Regions from separate parts of the Zea mays genome. Here region 2 is linked to region 1. The links are chromatin contacts, called in public Hi-C maps. All regions are on one chromosome and are shown on one strand. The core of a region is the stretch at or near the end of the contact, and the rest is flanking DNA. Distances in the headings are between cores, read along the strand shown. Region 1 has its middle 30 kb from the start of LOC103637669. Region 2 has its middle 73 kb from the start of LOC109943658.

Region 1 (2,781 bases), core at 153-2,652:
ACAGTCGAGAACATTGTGTCTATGTCGGTTTCCTTCTCTGGCCATACCAACCTTCATACACCCTCTAGTTACTTTTTGTTTTGAACAAGGTCCTTCACATTCCAAAACTAATTCGTAACCTTTTATCTGTTCACAAATTTACTCATGTAAAACTTTGCTCTATTGAGTTTGATTCGTTTGGCTTTTCCATGAAGGATCTTTGCACGACAAACGTAATTTTTCGCTGTAATAGCTCCAATGACCTATCACACACGGATATGTATCTCATTTAAGGAGAAATCAAGTTTTAGACATATGACGACTTAGTGTATAGAAACCAATGTCACAAGCTTTATTAAATAACGAAACGTCTTTACAAAAAATAACTTAATAAAATACACTAAGCTAAGATAATCTTGTCATACATGATAAATAATCTAGCAATAATAAATCATAATTAGAACATGATCATGATTCATAAGTTTTATTAACCCAAAACCAAGCAAAGAATAGCAATTCTATCCAATAATTCATTTATAAGCAAGGCATAGGGTAAACAAGATTAGGTAACCTATTAGGTCCCATCAATTTAACCTAACAGTGCATGCATGGTGAGAACATCAATATTATTATGTCAAGAATGTGATCAAGGACATGCCTTTATGGTGCAACTCCAGTTACTTTTCCAAGTTCGGCTTTAGATTCCTCGTAACCTCACTTCTATTCACAGCAAAACATACATAGAGGCAAATAACATTACACCAAACATGGAAACAAACTTTGTAAGAATATTCTACACGTCTACACGAGTCTGTAGGTTCAAGAACCACTAAAATCCGAGTTAAAATGAAGAAGATATGATTTTTCTAAGTTTCTAGAATTATTTTTATACTAAAAATCATTGTCTGTTTTAATTTTATACCTTCCCGGAGCCTAATGGACTTCGGCTACTATTTTTAGAAGCTCAGGGGTTAAAACATAAAAAAATAGGACCTAAATTAAATACTCCGGTGAGGAATTCATCGATCCCCACTCGACGTCCAATCACATGCATACTTTGTACTCCTTCCTGGGGATTCGGTGAAGTGTCCTGACCAGTCTCTGTGGACCCAATGACGCTGGTAGTCCATCTTCTACGGTGGCGGGTACCTCCCTCTCCCCTCGGTTCTCTGCTTGGTCGATGGTGTCTCCCTCGGGTTGCCGATGCGACCTGGTATGCTGAACGGGGTTGCGGAGCCTGGCTACTTATACCCGGAGGGAAGGTTGGTTGGCACTTAGCCGATGGCCTGGTTTGTTACGGAGATCGCGGAGGATCACAACGAAATCGGCATGGAGATGATTATCCTGTCGAAGGAGTCCCACCCAACGGAGTAAGAGTTGTCCGGCAGTGTGAGGTTGGCAAGAGGGCCCACGTGCAAGTGAACGCAGAACGGACCTAGGCACACAGGGTGTCTCTAGCCGTCGGTGTGTCGCCTGGTTGGGCCAAGCGGGTGAGGGGAAAGAAAGAGAGGAAGTGCGCCGACTATCGCATTTCGGCCCAAGTGTCAATTTTTTTGTTTTTTCTCTTTTCTCTTTTTATTTTTTCTGTTTTTCCTTTTTATTTTCAAAATCAAATGTGAATCTGATTTAAAATTAAAACATAAGTTAAATGCAACATACAAAAGTCCAGCATGAGATGCAAGTTTATTTTACTTATTTATTTATTTATTACTTATTTAAATAAATACCTCAAAATGTAATTGTCGGTGTTTCGACCCCGGGGGGTCCTTGGACCGACGAGTAAATTTGTCGCTGCGTGTCCCAGCCCAGATGGGTTGGCGCGAGATGGAACACAAGGGGGGAAAACGCGACTCGTGTTATCCTGCGCCAGGGGATGCGCTCGTAGTAGGGGTTACAAGCGTTCGCGAGAGAGAGAGAGTGAGCCTGTTCGTCAGCTCGTTCTCCCGCGCGACCCTCCCGCATGGAGGCCCTGTACCTTCCTTTTATAGATGCAAGGAGAGGGTCCAGGTGTATAATGGGGGTGTAGCTATGCGCTAACGTGCCCGGCAGAGAGGTGCCTGAGCCCTGTGTACATGCCAACGTGGCTGTCGGAGGGGTGCTAGAGCCCTGTGTACGCGGTAACGTGGCCGTCGGAGGAGTGCTTGAGCCCTGTAGAAGCATAGCTGTCGGGGCTGCTGGGATCTTGCTGACGTCTCCTTGCTTCCGTAGGGGGGCTGAGAACCACCGTCGTCATGGACGCACGCGGGGAGCCATCATTACTTGTTATCGGGGCGAGCCTAGATGGGACGCCGGTCTTGTTCCCCCGTAGCCTGAGCTAGCTAGGGGTAGGGTAATGATGTATCCCCCGTGGCACGGTCGGTCGGAGCCCAAGGTCGGGCGAGGCGGAGACTCCTCCTGAGGCCGAGGCCGGGGTCGGGTGAGGACGCGATTCCTCCGAGATCGAGGTTGAGGCCGAGCCCTGAGGTCGGGTGAGGCGGAGACCACCTTCCGAGGTCGAGGTTGAGGCCGAGCCCTGGGGTCGGGCGAGGCGGAGACCACCTTCCGAGGCCGAGGTTGAGGCTGAGCCCTGGGGTCGGGCGAGGCAGAGACCACCTTCCGAGGCCGAGGCCCAAGGTCGGGCGAGGCGGAGCTTCCTGTTGCGCCTAACTTGGCTGTTGTCAGCCTCACCCTGGCGGGTGGCACAACAGTCGGAGCGGGGCAGGCGGCGTTGTTTTCCTGTCAGGTCGATCAGTGGAAGGGCGAAGTGACTGTGGTCACTTCGACCCTGCCGACTGAGGCACGTGTGTTAGGATAAGGTGTCAG
Region 2 (2,781 bases), core at 93-2,592, 170 kb before region 1:
CCGCTCCTTATATCTGCTCCTTTGATTACATTAATTTTTTTATTTTCTTGTAAAATCAGCTGAACACAATAGGGATCATCGCTAAATCCATGCGCGAATGAAAGCTGCGGGGAAACAGCTCCCTTTATATATAGCTAGGGTTTGATCCAGTCAAATATTCATGTAGGAAAAACAAACTCCTCTCACACGAAACAAAAGTTGTCTACAATGTCAATCATTCTGTCATCTCACTAATTACAAGTGATTAAACATTAAATAATATACTAAAAACTGAAGTACATCATATAAAATGTTAAAAATATTTATATCATAAACAAATGACTATGTTAATCTTACATTACTAGTGATGTACAATGATAAAATTTAATTAATATTAAAAGTCTAATTTCGAATGCATTAGATTATTGGAGTTTTAGAGTCCAAAATCAGTCAAAAAACAAAAAAGGAAATAAACAATCCATGGAATTCATCACAGTGAAGTATGGTAGAAACACCACCGGCAGAGCATCCAGAAAGAAGGGCCTGGTATACGATAAATTGCATCAGGGACATGAAAATGACCTCTGAAAAGCTAAAGAAAAATGAGTAACAGAAGAGTAGGGGAAATTAAGTGTAAATACCTGATTAGCATAACGCATTCCTTGGGCCATTAGGTCATCCATAGCGGCCTGCCAAATGCGCTGACCTCGGAAATAAAGGCCTGCAGCCTAAAGAAAAAGAAGGAAATCAGACAGTGAATTGTTGTGGTTCAGTAAACAAAACAAAGCAAGGATAGATTTTTGGAGTTGCATCCCATGGCACGCACATTTAGTTTGTGTCCTGAGCTAATAAGGAAACAAAAAATTAGTGACAAAAATAAAAAATATTAAACACCCACGGTGGGGCTCGAACCCACAACCTCAAGGTTAAAAGCCTTGCACTCTACCGACTGAGCTAGACAACTTTATTGTTATATATTCGAGCTCGGCGCCATAGATCTTGGCGCCGAGCTTGGTGCCACGTCGTCGCCACGTCGTCCGGGCTGTGCCAGCGTAGCACGTACCTCGGCGCCATAGCCTATGGCGCCGAGATGTGTTACCTCGGCGCCATAGACTATGGCGCCGAGCAAAGGGTCCAAAAATGACATTAAAATTTTTTAGGATCCAAACGTGAATTTTTTTCCGAGAAAAGGACAAAATACAAAAAATTGGGTTTGTTGTACAGTGTTTTGTCCGTATGGATCGGAGCTGGCTGAGTAGATGAGGACGATGCGTGTGCTTGAAGCCACACACCTCCCGTCCCCCGTGCCTGTTGGTGTTGGCTCCTGTGGTAGTAGGATTCGGAGATGTGGCACGCAACACACACGGCGCACGCGAGAGGAGGACCGTGGAAAGCAGAGCAGACGACGCCCGCCACGGTCGCCTCACCCTAAACCCTGAGGCTATGTCTGCGCCTGCATTATGCCTGTTTCTAGTTCTCTCTTTACATCCTTTTAGAATAGGACTTTTACAATAGACTGCTCGTTTGACTTTAATTTGTACCGGCTCCTGTTACTTCTATAATATTTTTGCAGCTACAACTTTTTAAAAAGCTAGCTTTAATGAAGCAATCGTATCTAGCTATATCTATCCATGATCCATCCACTACTACTATCCCAGATAGTAAACGTATACCGCTTTGCGTCGTTGCGTTGCGTGCCTGCCCCAGCACGTTACAAAGCTACATGATGCTGCGTCCGTTTGGAGGGGGAAGAAAAAAAAGGAATCACACGAGGTGGGCAGATGAGACGGAAGCTACGTCGGTGGTTTCAGCCTTTCAGCGTAGCTGCTGGCCTGTCGCCACGGCCAACGTGCGTTGCAAATCTTTCCTTGCTCAACTTTTTTTAAAAAAAAATGGGATATTCCTCGCTCTCGCAAAAGTCCAGGGAGAGTCCAAAATGAATGAAGTCGTAGGCCAGATTTCGTGAAGTTGCTTGGTCCGCCGAAGGAGAAGAATATGATAAGCAGAGCTGCAAGGAGCAGTACTTTGTGGGCTGGCCGTTTCTACCACGCCGGACCGGCCCAGGAACAACACGTTTCCTTTCCCCACAAATGGCCCAGGATCCGCCAAGTTCTCTTCCTTTCTAGAGGCAGCATCTGCCTTAAACCTGTTAAGTAACTCTAGTTAGTGTTATATGGACAAATACCGACTTTGTCTCTGAGGGGTCTCACATCTCTATAAAAGGAACATGTACCCTCCTCATAATACAGAGATGAGAAAGAGGCCAGGGGCCCAACCCTATATCCGGTGTCTTATGTGTTTCCTCTGTCGTGCTTATGGGAAGGGAGACGGATCCTCTACATCTTCTTGCGCCTCTACTTCTGACGGGAGGGAATGAAGCGGATCTGGTGATCCGCGGTAACGTAGTTCTCAACACGTTATCAGCACGCTCTACCTCGATGTTGCTGCTGATCCGATCTGCACCAACTCTTCGTCCAGCCGACAGGTCTTCCGGCATAGCCGAACTGTCCTATGCGATAGGCTTCAGTCTCTCGTGTAAGAAATCAAAAGGTATAATTTTTCTGTTAGTAAATTGGATGATGTTCGTGGGAACTGTTCACCTGTAAAGAAATCGGCGATGGCTTTCCTGGCTGTACGCTGCGCACCCCCTCTCCCCTTTGTTGGTTCGCCACTGAACCGCAGCTGTGCAGATTTGGCTCGCTCGCTCCAGGTCTCCAGCGCAAGCGCAGGGCATGACGCTTCCTCCGCGCACGATCGTGTCGGTTGTGGCCCCCGCTCCATCGAATGGATGCGGCGGCAACG

The links. Hi-C and Micro-C count contacts between places; a contact is called where the count stands out from the background.
Region 2: a contact with region 1 is called in a Hi-C map of leaf, with 4 times the contacts expected there. The contact joins two enhancer-like sites. A contact is called at or near these places in 3 of 25 Hi-C or Micro-C datasets (ear, endosperm and leaf).

What each region holds. Positions count from the first base shown.
Region 1 is chr1:94,809,497-94,812,277 of Zm-B73-REFERENCE-NAM-5.0, reverse strand. No RefSeq gene overlaps it. Among protein-coding and RNA genes, the nearest start is that of LOC103637669, 30 kb to the right of the region's middle. Within about 2 kb of position 1,402, at least 16 of the 20 cell types and tissues checked have an H3K27ac peak or open chromatin away from gene starts, as enhancers often do. A contact at or near this core is called in ear and leaf, where this site is marked.
Region 2 is chr1:94,981,257-94,984,037 of Zm-B73-REFERENCE-NAM-5.0, reverse strand. No RefSeq gene overlaps it. Among protein-coding and RNA genes, the nearest start is that of LOC109943658, 73 kb to the right of the region's middle. Within about 2 kb of position 1,342, at least 18 of the 20 cell types and tissues checked have an H3K27ac peak or open chromatin away from gene starts, as enhancers often do. A contact at or near this core is called in ear and leaf, where this site is marked.